Regions from separate parts of the Triticum aestivum genome. Here region 1 is linked to region 2. A link is a contact called in public Hi-C data. All regions are on one chromosome and are shown on one strand. The core of a region is the stretch at or near the end of the contact, and the rest is flanking DNA. Distances in the headings are between cores, read along the strand shown. Region 1 has its middle 19 kb from the start of LOC123047119. Region 2 holds the start of LOC123047118 (probable E3 ubiquitin-protein ligase HIP1).

The links. Hi-C and Micro-C count contacts between places; a contact is called where the count stands out from the background.
Region 1: a Hi-C map of leaf shows a contact between it and region 2, with 2.6 times the contacts expected there. The contact joins the enhancer-like site here to the promoter of LOC123047118 in region 2. A contact is called at or near these places in 3 of 5 Hi-C or Micro-C datasets (leaf and an unstated tissue) and 1 of 1 datasets of contacts at active chromatin or transcription factors (leaf).

The regions. Positions count from the first base shown.
Region 1 is chr2B:747,719,281-747,726,113 of IWGSC CS RefSeq v2.1, forward strand. No RefSeq gene overlaps it. Among protein-coding and RNA genes, the nearest start is that of LOC123047119, 19 kb to the left of the region's middle. Within about 2 kb of position 2,426, at least 7 of the 8 cell types and tissues checked have an H3K27ac peak or open chromatin away from gene starts, as enhancers often do. A contact at or near this core is called in leaf, where this site is marked.
Region 2 is chr2B:747,013,776-747,020,617 of IWGSC CS RefSeq v2.1, forward strand. LOC123047118 (probable E3 ubiquitin-protein ligase HIP1) reads left to right here and starts at 3,766. Exons shown (of 7, transcript XM_044470607.1): 1 at 3,766-4,199; 2 at 5,388-6,842. The coding sequence starts at 5,483.

The DNA.
Region 1 (6,833 bases), core at 1,176-3,675, 700 kb after region 2:
TTATGTACCAAAGCATCTTCTGATCCTAAAATCTAGCCGGTCCTCTCACAATAGCAAATTGGGCTTGTAAATCCCAAAAGCTCTCTCCACATCTTTTCTAGCCGCCGCGTGAGCATTTTGGAAAATCAAGATATTTCTTACCTTCCGGTTTTTTTAACGGCATAAAAAATGTTTGTCACTTTGGATAGATGCCATCCGCAAGATAGTAGCCATGGTTGTATGTACGACCATTAGCTTCAAACTGCACCGGTGACAATTCACCATTTGAAATCTTACTCATCAGTGGTGACCGATTGACAACGCTGATGTCATTCAAAGATCCAGGTATTCCAAAAAAAGCATGCCAAATCCAAGTCTCGTGATTGGCCACCGCTTCAAGGATTATAGTGGAACCCTTTTTTTCGTGGAATTGTCCATGCCATGCCTTTGGACAATTCTTCCAACTCCAATGATGCAATCTATTGAGCCAAGCATACCTGGGAACCCGCGAGCTTTGTTCATCTCCAATAACCTTGCGACATCTTCAGCATTGGGAGTTCTCAAGTATTCCGGGCCAAACACTTGCACAATTCCGACTGCGAAGCGCTTGACACACATGGTGGCTTGGCTCTCACCCATGGCCAAGTAATCATCAACTAGATCAGCAGGGATACCGTATGCCAACATACGCAAAGCGGCTGTCACCTTCTGAAAGGTGCTATGCCCGAGCTCTCCGGCGGCATTCCTCCTCTGCTGAAAAAACCGGTCATGGCTCTCTAGTTTCTCTGCAATGCGTCTGAACAACTCGATGCTCATCCTAAAGCGGCGACGAAAGTGCGACTCGGGGCATGTGGGATTCTCCACAAAATAGTGCCTCATCAATCTGTTGTGGGTATCAATCCTATCCCTCCAAATTTTTTGACGACCCATAACCGAACTACTGTGCTTCAGTTTTTTTATTGATGTGCATAGCTAGGATCATTGCAAGATCCTCCCCCTCTTCCATATCAAATTCTTCTTCAGAAGAGTCATAGCCCGAACTCATCTAAAATGTTCAAAACTAGGCTATAAACAAAATGCACCAAATTTCATGCAAAAATGTGAAAGTTGGAAGCAATACATACCTTGCGGGCCTTTTGTCGAACACCTTGCGGGCACCAAAGTGGCGGTGGGCGGCCGGGCGCTGTTCGTCGGAGAGTGCCGCGAGCGACGGCCGGCGCTGACTAGAGAGAAAGGGACGAAGCCGCGGCCGCGCGGTAAGAGACCGGAGAAGCGCCGGAACGATCGCCGGGAAAAATGGGGTGGCGCGGGGCGGCGGCGATGCGGCTGGGAGGGTAGGTGAAGTTGTGAGCGAGCGCTCGAGAGTCCAGCGTGCGGGAGAAGGCGCAGCAAATAAGCGGCACGCGATGGCGTTTCCACGTGCGTGCTGAATTACATATGCCACGCGCGTGATTTTTACGCGTCCGCTGAAGCGCTGGGAACGGTAGCGCGGGTGCTAAAACCATTATTTTTTTCGCGCCGAGCATTTATAACGCGTCTGTTAGAGATGCTCTCACACTCCATCTTTCCGAAGACTTGTCCACACGCCTTTTCCGGAAGCCGCATGCTCTAAACAGAATGGAAAGATTCCCTCCCGCTACATGCATGTCTGTGAATAGCTGAGAACGTAACGGGCAAGTACTTTAACGTGACCGTCAAGAGTCCTAGAGCGAGACAAAGCCCTCCCACGAAACCAGCCAAGCTGGACCTCTTATATTATTGTCCACGATCAGTGGTAATTCCGCACGAGATGATCGAGTTCGAGTCTAGGGAACAAAAGCTTAGGCAGACCAATCGTCGAGACGTTGAGTCAAGCACGGCATAAAACCAGAATTCCGTGTTGATTAATTCCGCACTTTCTTGACTAATTCGATCGAGTACATCACCGTTCGGTCACCAACACGGAGAACGGCATTTCGATAATGGCATGCCCACGTTGCCGTCCTGGAACCCTAGGCAGGAAAGAGTGGGTGTCTCCTTCGCGTACGCGTTGCACTGGGAGCTTTTTTCTCAATATAATAGATAGCCAATGATGGGGGCGTCGGCCATACGCACCATCGTACGTTTGGTGGACGTACCGATTTGGCCAACCACACGCACCGACATGGGATGAGGTGGAGATGGAGATGGAGTCGGGCGGGGGCGGCTAGGTGGCTGGCGTCGGAGGCGACGGGCCGGGGTGACGCGCGCCGACGCGGACGCTTCCCTCCCCGTCCACGGCATCCCCACTGCCCATCCACCCGTCTCATCCTCTCCCGTGTCCGGACAAGCCCGCGACGTCAACTTGCTTGCCAGCGACGGCAACGCCATTATCTCCTGCTAATCATGCACCCTAATGACGTCCACCAGCGCCTAATCCCGTCCTGTCGCCGCTTTCTATCCTGCCGCACCGCACCGCACCGCATCTCCCTCCCTCGCCACGTCCGTCCGTCCCCGCCACTGCGCCGTACCGCTCCGGTCGGTCTAGTAGGCCGCGGGGTCCAGGTGTGAGGCGTCCGTGTGACGGCGAGTCGGTGAGATCGGTTGGCGGATGGATAGCGCAGTACTGTAGTAGTACGTTACGTCGCACGGAGAGACGGGATGGACGGACGGCCGTGATGCGATGGTGGCGGGCGGCGCGGGGTAAACGGAGGTCGGTGAGGCTGGGGCGGATAGGAACGCGACGTGTTGAGCCGAGATAGGCGGGGGAGGAATCCGTCACGCGTGGGGCCGCGGTTGGCGACTCGGGAGTCGTCGTCACGGGGGAGTTGGGTGGGTACGCCGCTGCGCGTTCGCCAACCGGTTCCGTGGACAAGGCCATGGGTCTAGGTCTAGCTAGGCGTGGCGAGTGGATTTTGTCGGTGGTCGATCGATGTGGCATCATACGGCCGCCGTGTTTATGGCCGCCTCGCTGGCCGGCAGGCGCACGCGACCACCCCCAGAGCATTTACCTGCACCGAGCACACGTAGCAGTAACAACCAGTTAATAGCACCAGAAAGACACCTCCGATCGAGCATTTACCCACACCCAGCTCACGTAACAGCAAGAACAACAAGGCGCATGTTGTACTGAGACACCACCTGGTGGGACAAGTACTTGATTTGTAGCGTTCGTTTGGACGATAGCGGCAGAATCAACCGGATCTGCTCGTGTGAGTCGACATGGTTGTGGCCGGGCGCATAAAATACTGCTCCCTCCGGCCCTCAGCTTTACCACTCTAGTTTTATCCAACAGGGCGCCGGTCGGTCTGCGCTAATCAATACATGCTCCTGCCGATCGAGCTGTGGAGTACTATGCCCATCATATTCTAATTGTACTGCCGCTTCCAATAACTAACGAACTGAGCAGGCGCAGCCAGTGCTCGATATGCTGCACCAAATCGAGATTTGGGTACCGACGAACTGGCCCGCCATCCAGCCAGCACCCAGCAGGCCACTTGCCCCTTTATAAAAACGCCTGCCTGCACTGGCAATTGATAACAATTATAGCGGCCGGAGGCCCGGAGCAAGCGAGTGGGATGGAAGGGATGGGTGCAAATATAGTGAGGATCACGTCCATATCCGGAGTTGTAATCTGGGCATTGGTTGTTACCGTCATTGGAAGTGGGGGGGAGGCCGGGGTGGAGTTGGGTGAGGGAAGCGGGCGACGGCGACGGGCGGGCCGGGGAGGAAACTGCAGCTAGTGGACGGGTCCCGCCGTCGTCGTCGTTGCTATCTTATCCCTCTCCGTGTATGACGCCCGATAAACAAATGCGCCGGGGGTGGAGTAACGAGGAATACAACGAGGCGTTCCTGTCGCCCCTGGTAAACAAATGGGGAATTAAGTGTAGCGTAATGATGCTACTGGGCTGCCGCTGCTAATCATGATAGATTAAGAAGCGAATGATACGGATCGGTGGATGGAGCCGGGTCGGCACGGACACAGCGGATAATGCTCGTGCTCTGGAATTCCACCGCCGACTCCGCCCGCCCGCCGGCCGGCAGTTGGACGGTTCCAGCGGGCATGCGTGCGTGCCGGTCGATTATTAAAACCAGCCAGCCCAGCCCAGTGGGTGGCCGGAGGGAGGGCGCGGGCGCGCGCAAGTTGCCGTGCGTGGCGTGGCGTGGCCGGTGGCCCCCGCCGCTGTCGATGGGCGTGGCCGGCGCGTGCACACGCACTGCCGCCCCGCCCCTGGCCCGTCCGGCGCCACGCCGAGTGACGCCTCGCTATCGCGCTCCAGTGTTCCGTTTCGTCGCCCACCCGCGCCGGTCGCTGCCACCCGCGCACGCGCCGACAAGACAGGCGGCGCCCGGGACGGGCCACCCACCCCGACTCCTGCATGCCCGCCTGCCTGCCTGCCGCGAACTCGGAAAAGAATTCCCTCCGTTCTTTTGGACGCTTTCCGTTGGCGCTTGGCGGCGGCGTCCGAGACGACCCGTTCCGGTCGCTGTGCGCTGGCCGCTGGGAAGAAAGCGGCGGGTCGGGCCGGGGAAGGAAGCGGCGCTGCTGGTTCCGATTCCGACTACGACCCTGGTGGCGTAGATGGCTAGTGGAGGCTCGCCAGATTTAGCGCTTTCGTGATACCGCCACCACTCGCAGCAGTACCGCCGACGTGATGATAGGCTCTTCCGGTTATATGTATGTGTGATCATCATGGCCGCCCGGTACTGCCCATTCCGCAAAGGTGAAAAAGGGTGCGTGTATCCCTGGGAACTCTGCAGTGAGTGAGCGAGTCAGTGATCATGCATGCGCGCCCTGCTGGTGCGGCAGCGCAGTGGCTGCCGGCATGCCGGCCACCATTACATTACCTAGGAAGAAAATTGCACGCGGGAAGGATCATGCTTCGTGCATGTGTATGTGATGGGACGGTTGGCGATTAAGCTCGGTAGTGACTCGTGCTCGTGGGAGTCATCCCTCTATCAAGAGGTGGGAGAGGGACACACTCGAGCGTTACGTTTGACTTTTGGACGAGGAGCTTAATTTATTTTTATTTATATAAGAGTCGGCACTACACATGGAGCGAGCATATACCTACGGTGGTGCCAGGTTCGGGTGGTGTGATAGTCGGCGACATAACACCTGACAAGTGGTTCCGCTCCCAGCTGAGCTGATCTAATGATTGAGCATTTGCTTGGAAAGGGGGACACCCACTACGGTGCATGAACGGAGCCGTGTGCCAGCGAGGCCGCCGTTCCGCTCCCCTCTTCTCTGTGCGCAAATTGGCCTCTCGTGCTTCGGAAAGGAGATGATACATGCATCATGCATGCACCGGTCCGGTCGGCGGTCGAGGACCACCACGCCACAGGGAACGCTCTCGTGCAGCCTGGCTCAGTGGCTAAGTACGTACGACACTGCACTAATGCGTTTCTTTCTTGTAGATACAGCAACCTTGCTGTTGCTGGGCGCGCGCAGGTCAGGCGTGATTCAAGGCTCACGGGGAGAACCCACATGAATGCTTTCTGTTGCATGCTCCCTGCATCTGCATCCTACACTTACGCCGTGGGGACAGTGGCTGTTTTCATTTTGTTTTCTTTGGGGCTGCAAATTAAGTTTTCCTGTGATGAGATGTTGTCCCTAGCTATGAATACAAGTTTTAACCACTTGGCATACATGGTCGAAACCGAGAGAAGAAATGCAAATAATGGCTGCATCTTAACTGTTTTGTGAGACCCCCCCTAGTTGATGCCCGTGTGCTTCAACTTCTTTTTTGAGACAATCCCGCGAAGCTTTGTTGAACCATGACAATGTTTACGGGGATTAGACTGGTTATAGTGGGAGTAACATAGATTGTAACATTAATGCCACATAAGCAAAAATGTTGATGTGGCAAGTAGTTAATGAGAAGAGAGGCAAATAGAGTAACCTAATATGTTACCATCACATAGCCTTTCCAATGCAAAATGAGTCTACAAGACAATAAATTAACATGTGTATGTTACTACACATATGACACTTCCCACTATAAGGGTAGTAACATAAAGTAGTAATGTATGCATGTTACTACTCTAAGTTACTTCCCACTATGACCAGCCTTAAAAAAATTGGCTGGCTTAACCAGACATGACGGTCAACCCCTAAATGTAAAGCACGCTTTGCTAGACTGCCAGCCTCAAAATATGAGCTCCTAAACTCATGAACAAAATACACAAATTAAAACTACTAAGGTAGGGTACTATATGATTTCATGTATGATAGCTCCGTAAACAGTTGCACTTCGATTCTTAATGTCATCAACCACAACCCTACAGTCAGAAGCGACATGCACCTTTGCATATTTAGGTCCTCCAAGAGAGCCAAAGACTCCTTAACTGCAAAGCTTCGAGTATAGCAGGGTCAATGATACACTTAGTTACGATAATCGAAGCTCCAAAAAAAGTCATGTTTTGATCTGGAGATTGCGGCCGCTGCCACCGCACTGCCAGCCCTCAAGACTGCAGCATCGACATTCACCTTAGCTAGACTCTCGGTGGAGGGGTTCACAATATTGGTCGAGATGGCTGCACAACTCCAGCCACCCTTACCGTCTTGTTCAAAATATGGAGATTATTCAAATAAGCCTCGATGAAGTGATGAGTCGACAATGCATGGACTCTTGATGGATGTTTTGGTAGATGGCCTTCCTCCTTGCTCCCCAAACGGCCCATAGCATAATCACTACGCAAATAAATTCACCATGAGACATAGTATACACTACTGCAGGATGTTGCTAACGCGACAATACAATCAGAGACCCTTCGATGAAACTGTGCGCGATGCATTGATCGAAAATGGTGATACAAAGAAACTGATAAAGAAGATACAAAACGTTTGCAATGACAGAGACATCAAACACGATTCGGATTGTAGTTCCGTGTGC
Region 2 (6,842 bases), core at 2,516-5,015:
CTGAGGGATCTTACAAAAATCTGCTTCGTCACCGCCGTGTGTGTAACTTTTAAATCATTACACACGAGTACTCACATCATGCATCGTGTGTGATGCTACTGCCCATTGCAAACAAATCATTACCATAAAGCATTTGCCTTTCAACACACATGAGTCAAACATTTCAATTTTGCGCGTTACAACTACATATCACTGATGCCTAACTATAGTTTACCTTGTGCCCGTATCACACATGATCTACATACAAACATCAAGCTCGATGGATGGCCCGTCGCGCACGTGAGTATATTTCATTACCGTTTTGCGATGCATGCGCATTGTTCCGTAGAATGGTGTGTGATACATGTGTCGTCTTAGGCCCAATTTGCAGCAGTGGCGGGTCGGGGGATGGAATGGCGAGGAAGGGCGCTTCCGATAGCGGGTGTTGCAGATCCGGTCTCCGGCGGCTGCGATGGCACGCATGGGGCGCATTGGTGCTTCCGATGTTGGCCTGTGGTTTGGAACCATGGTGGTTCTTGGCTTCGAGCAACGCTCCTCAGTTCCTTGTCGGCATGGTGTTCGACTGGGCATGGCGGCTCGTGCTCTGTCCTGATGGTTGTTGATGGATCTGGCGCGTCATTCTGGAGGTTAGCCGCCGGTGGCCTCAACGAGGTGCGGTTGGTTGCGACGGATCTGGGTGCTTCTTCTTCGTCGATGGGCAGCTCCGATGGTGGTGGTGGGTTGGTGGCCTTGCCGGCGCCATTGCGGGAAGATGTGCAACTCAGGTGGTGTGGGAGCTTGGGTGAAAATACTGCGTGGCCTTGTGCCGTGACCAGCGATGGTGGCAGTTGCGGTCGTTGCTGACCTTCTTGGAGGCATCGTTGCTTTGTTGTCGCACCCCTCTCACGTGGATCCGGCCATCCGACCTCTCGGGGTGAAATCCTTGATATATGATCAGACAATGGCAACGCCTCAGTGTCGTATTCCCTCTTAGGGGATTCATCTTCGGAGCTCGGCATCGTCGAGCGGTACTGGTGCATGGCGGTGGCTGTGGCGTCTAGGTTTCTGTGGCAACCATGATGGTGGGAGCGATGTCGGCGATGCGACAGTGGTTGAGGTAGTCAGCTCTTCTTCGGCGTGTCCGTGGGGTTGCCTCGGTTTGTTTGTTGCTGTGAAGTTGAAGCTATGGCGGCGGCCCTATGGTGTACGATGACTAGCTGCAGGTGGCCCGTTCGGCGATCTTCCCTGGCACCAACCATGCTGGGTTTCGTCCTTCGTAGCTCTCCGTTAGAGTCGGAGTTGCTCTGTCTGGTCATTGGTGCCTCAGTTTGGCACGGATCTTCATACGATTTCACACAACCTCTTCATTGTGGGTTGAGTCAATGATTGCCTACGACGAAGTCTGAGTCATTGGCTCAGGGTTTAGAGATGACGATAACGCCTCTACGGAAGGTGTGAGGATGATAACGTGTGTGTGCTGTCTTAGTGATGCCCTTCTTGGAGTGGTGTGCCGCTTAGCGGTTGTGATGGTTTTGCCCGGTTTTACATAAATAACTGAGCAATCTGGTTTTCGCCCGATTTTTCTATTTAATTGAGCATCTCTTTTCTTCTTAATTAATGAAGACATGAATCCTGCCACTTTTTAAAGAAGTTGAACATTTTATCCGCAAATTTGCCCTCGTGAAATAACAAGCTACAGTCTAGGACACTCTAGCACTAGTGATTAGACCTAGCCATGGGCAGCCCGGCCCGGTCGGCTCGACCCAACCCGGCCCTAAAAAGCCCGACCCGGCCCGTCCTGATTTTTAGGTCTGACGCCCGAGCCGGGCCTTGCGAACCCAGGCCCAGGCGCCCTAAAAAGCCCGACCCGACCTGGCCCGACCTGATTTTTAGGTCCGACGCTCGAGACGGGCCTTGCGAACCCAGGCCCGGGCCGAGGGATGGCTAGTGATCCAGTCCACACGGAGATGATTTGCATTGCAGTAACGTCAGATGTGCACCGGCGGCGTCCTATGTTGAACTACAGCCTCAAATATGTTTTCTTTTAAATTTACTAGTGAACAGAAATCATCTTCATGTGTGAAACGAAGGTCCTTTTTTATACGCCTGGATAAATGGCAGTACGCGAGAATAACCCACGCATATGCTGCCTGCCTTGTGAGCCACTCTTTTGTTTCCGGCAAATTATATTCCGATTCAGCCAGTCCTTTCCTTCGGCCTTGTGAGCAGATACTGATCCTTGGCCTTTCTTTATTCCTCCATTTCACTCTCATCCATAGCCCAGAGGACAAATTACCAGCAGCAAGCGCAACAGCCAGCCATAAAGACAAGCCGGGGATCTCCGGGCCGGGCCCCACCGCGACAGTGGTTCTTTACGTAATTTAGCCCAAAGCAGGCGGAGAGCAGGGGCACCAAAGCGCAGGGAATCCAACCCAAATGGAGAAACCAGACCAAGGTACGCAAGATAAGGGGGCAAAGCAAAGAAAAGCGACGGCCGGACGAATTCCCGCCGTATATTCCCGGCACCACCGCCACCACCACCACCACCACGGCCACATGGCGCCAGCGAGCCCCGCCAGAGAAAGCACCAGGCCGCGCCGTTTGCTTATCCTGATGGGTGATGGCACCGGTGATCCTCGGGCCGAGCTCGCGCGTCAACTGCGGCGGTGCGGCATCCACGATGACATCGTCGGGATAGACGGACGGACGCGAGCGCGCCGCTGATCCACGGGGCGCACGCGCCGGCTTTTTGACCCGGGCGGCGCTAGCTCCAGCGGCGCTGACGGCGGCGACGACGTGCGCGCGCTGTGGATGAGGGGAGTGCGTGGGACGCTGACGAGAGGATCGCGAGGATAGAATACCATTTCCTTCGCTTTGCGACTTGTGCAAATGCAAAAAATCTAGTGGGCTTCTTGTTTAGATTAGATAGATGCTCCGGTGGTGAGCAGGAAAGCAGCCACGCGGAGGAGCCGAAACGTGGCGCTGCGGTCACTCGGCGGCATGGCCTTTTTTCCTGCCATCGTGCATGCCAAGGGCGTGGCCGTGGCCGCGCGATTTTTATGAACTGAGGAGGCCGTCGTTCATGCAGATGCAGAGGCGTCGATGCGGTCAAACCTCGTTTACGGACACAAAACGGGTCTTGCTCCGGGGGCGGCGGCTCCCCCCCTCCCCTTGAAAAAATGGCATGATGTAATAATGGCGAACCCTGACCAGAGAGAAATTTACTCATCCGGCCTTCACTCCCCTGTTTTTTTAAATGATGTATAGTAGTAGTAGTACTGACATGTGTTCTGTGGGGGCCTTCCGGAACACAACCCAGCATATCCCGTGGCACTTGGATTACAGATTTGAAGTATTAAATGCCCAAGATAGATATACATAAGCAAAAGAAAAGAAAGGGTGGAAAGATAGATATATACATACGTACTCCCTCTGTAAACTAATATAAGAGCGTTAGTGATCTAAACGCTTTTATATTAGTTTACAGAGGGAGTACATTAATAAGCAAAAGGAAAGAGATATAGGTAGGGATATCCGTCCAACGCAGGAGCAAAGAAGGGTGGAAAGAGATGGGGGAGCATGCAAAGAAAGGGGGAGGGGGCTGCTCGAAAGTCCAAAGGCCCAAAAGCGGCCGAAAACGCAAAGATAGACGGGCCACGCTAATCTCTGGCCGTTTTCGGAGGAGGCGTACTCCATTACAGCAGTAGCAATTAAAATTCCAGGAGAGCATTTATTTATAAAGATGTTTTAGTGGGGGAGGATCGAGATACCCTCAAAGACCAAAGCGAGAGCGAGAGAGAGTGTGCGGCGTGAGGCAGAGAGATAAATAAATCCGAATTCGGCCAAACTTCTCTCTCTCCCTCTCCCTTCCCCCCGTTCCATTACATACATACATCCATCCTTCCTCTCCTCTCATCACCACCCTCCAACCTCCCCCCGTCTTTCTCCCTCTCCTCTCCTGGTCTTTGCCAGATTTTCCTCCACCCATTCTCTCCCCGCTCCTCTCCTCTCCACCCGCATCGATCTCTCCGAATTCCGTCCCTCCCTCTCCGCCCATCTTCCTCCAGGGAAGGGATTGATTGGTTCTTCCTCCGTTTCCTGGGCCGATTCTTCCTCCCTCTCCTCGCTCCAGAGGATCGGCAGGAATCAAGACGGTGGATGCGAACGAGTTTGATCTCCGCTTGGATTGTGCTTCTCGCGAGGCGTTGAAAATCTTCTCGGTTTGTTTTTGTTCCATCTCCCTGTTTATTATTATTATTCGCTTCTTGTTTTCTTTCAATCTGCTCGTTCATTTCGCTCCCGTTCGAGTTCTTGGTTCTTTCAAAACATGGTCTCTTTTTCCCTGTTGATGATTCCTCATGGCCCATCCAGCCGCGTGTTTCCTTCGTCGAGCACGCCTTATGCCATGGCAAAACATTCACGGTTTTCCTTACTAGTAGAACAGAGTTCTTCATCCTCATGATGATTTCTCCTCCCATTCTTGGGTGCGCGAGGCAGAGATTTCCTGGCCGTTCTGGGCTGCTCGGCTGGGTCAAAATCGCTTCCCCCGTCGCTGGTCGTTCGATTTCGTGACGGGAGAACCGATCCGCTCCTCGAATCCATCCATGGATGGCTACCTTTCCTTTACTTTTCGCTGGTTTTACCGCATCCTTTCGCAAAACCGAAAGCGAAGGGAAATAAATGCGCGAGAAAAGAGGCCATTTTTTAAGCCTTGCTCCCAGGCACAACCCGTGGGCCCCAGCCCCATCGTCTGCATGCAGCCCGTCCGTCTGTTGAGGCCGCATGCAAGCAATGTGGGAATCACCGTGTTTTTCTCCCTTTTAATTCATTAATTTTATTGAATTAATTATTAAAAAAATGCGCGCATCACCTTTTGCTTGCTTCCAGCCGGAAAATAATAATGCATGCATCAGCGCAGCAGCCAGTGGCCACCTTTGCTTACAGCAGCAGAGCAGAGCAGAGGCCAAACTCGCCATCAAGTTTGGTGTACTGTATCCGCACACACGCCTCACCAAATGCGGCTCACGCCAAGATCGCTTCGGCGTACGGTTAATGCGCTCACGGATGAATCGCTGGATATCTCAGTCCAGGATGGGTGCATTTACTTCCAGATAGCAATGGGGTTATGGGTGTGGCTACTCCCAGAAGCGCACCTTTTTTTTTCTGAATGTGTGTAGATATCTGCTATCTGTCATAGATTAGGCCGCAAAGAGGACTGGATTCGCGGTGTTTTGATAGGGATCGTCTTTTTTGTTGTTGTGCCAAACCTTAATGGAGTAGCAGCATTCAGCATTCCACCATCTGAGAGTCTGCTACTTCCTCTCTTTTTTTTCCCTCTAGGGATGTTGAGATTTCAGAAGAATTTTCTGTTCCAAAATTTCTAATGCGTTTTCAACACTTGTATGTAGGTCACACTTGAATTGCTGGTGAAGAGGTGAACAGCATCTGACATGCTATTGCTGCAGAACAATCTGTAGAAGGACACCCCTTTACCCTTTCGATAATGCAAGGGCAGAGGAATTCTGTCGAACAGCTAGCTGACGTCTTCGGGTTTGATCATGGGTCTGGTTCAGGCAACCCTGTCATGGACCAGCAGGCGTACTGGAACAACATGCTTGGAGCAGCAGACTCGCAGAACCTCCAAGGTTATGAGATGAACCGCGGCGACGGGGCCATTCCGTATAGAAGCGAGGCACATCAAGATGGCCAGTTCTTAGGCTTTTGGGGGTCAGGTGAAGCTAGTTCAAGCGGCAATGCGCTGAACTATGGGAGCTCTAACGCGATCAAAGCTGAGCATCTGAACATTGGTGGTGGTTTGAGGATTGGCGAGAGGCGCCTGGCTGCTGAACACAACCTTTCTCTGGATAATGTGGACATAAGCCTTAATAATGCCAGTAGCCATGATCTATTCGGTCAGAGTTCAAATGCCAACAGCGCCTCTCAAGGCAAACAGCAACATGCTGGCAGTTCCCGTGCTGATGCCACCGCCCAGGCCACGGAGCTAAGATTGCATCCTTACAGAGCTTTCGTTTTAGACGACGAGCAGCCAGAGCCGTTCCCTTCTATGAATGCTTTCCAAAATCCTTTGGGTAATTTTCCCCTGATGCCAGAGGACATGGATCAAAGACCAGGCAGTTCCCTGGATGGTCGTCGTTTAGCTTGCAAGAGGAAAAACATTGAGGGTGTCCATGGGCAATTTTCAGCAGGTGCTAGCACAAGTTTTTCCCACAGAAACGATAATGCCTTCCATGGTATTCCTTCTTCAAGTTTCAATCCAGCTCCTGGTCCAAATGTATCCTCTCATAACTTTTTGTTAGCTCCAAGTTCCATTGAGGAACAACTCTCGCATTATGGAGCTGCTACAGGAATGCCATCTAGTAGCTACAATCATCCCAGTGGAGGCAATAATAATTCAGGAAATTCAGAGAGAAGTTTTCGGGCAAGAACTGCCACCGCTCAGCAGGTTAGCCCCTATGGTGTATGGCCCTCTTCAGGTTCTATCAGGCAACCTGGTTCATGGTATCACCAGGCACCTGCTTTTCAGCGCGCATTTGATGAACTAGAAGAGTCTATGCCTGTGGTCAGTGGAATCAACTTGCAATACCAGCATCCTGGAAATGTAGTCCCTGGTATTCCACAAACCGCACACCGTTTCACTGGCCATGGAGCTTCATCATCAAGAGCTGGCAGTTTGGACAACATAATTCTTGGTAGAGAGGAAGTTACTGGGAGGAATCTTGTAGCTCCCAGCTACCCTAATGCATCAGCCCCTCTTGCTGCAGTAGACATGAGACATTTGGTGCCAGAATTGTCTAACTGGAATTCTGACAATCCTGGTGCTACCATCCCTGGAAATGTGTCTT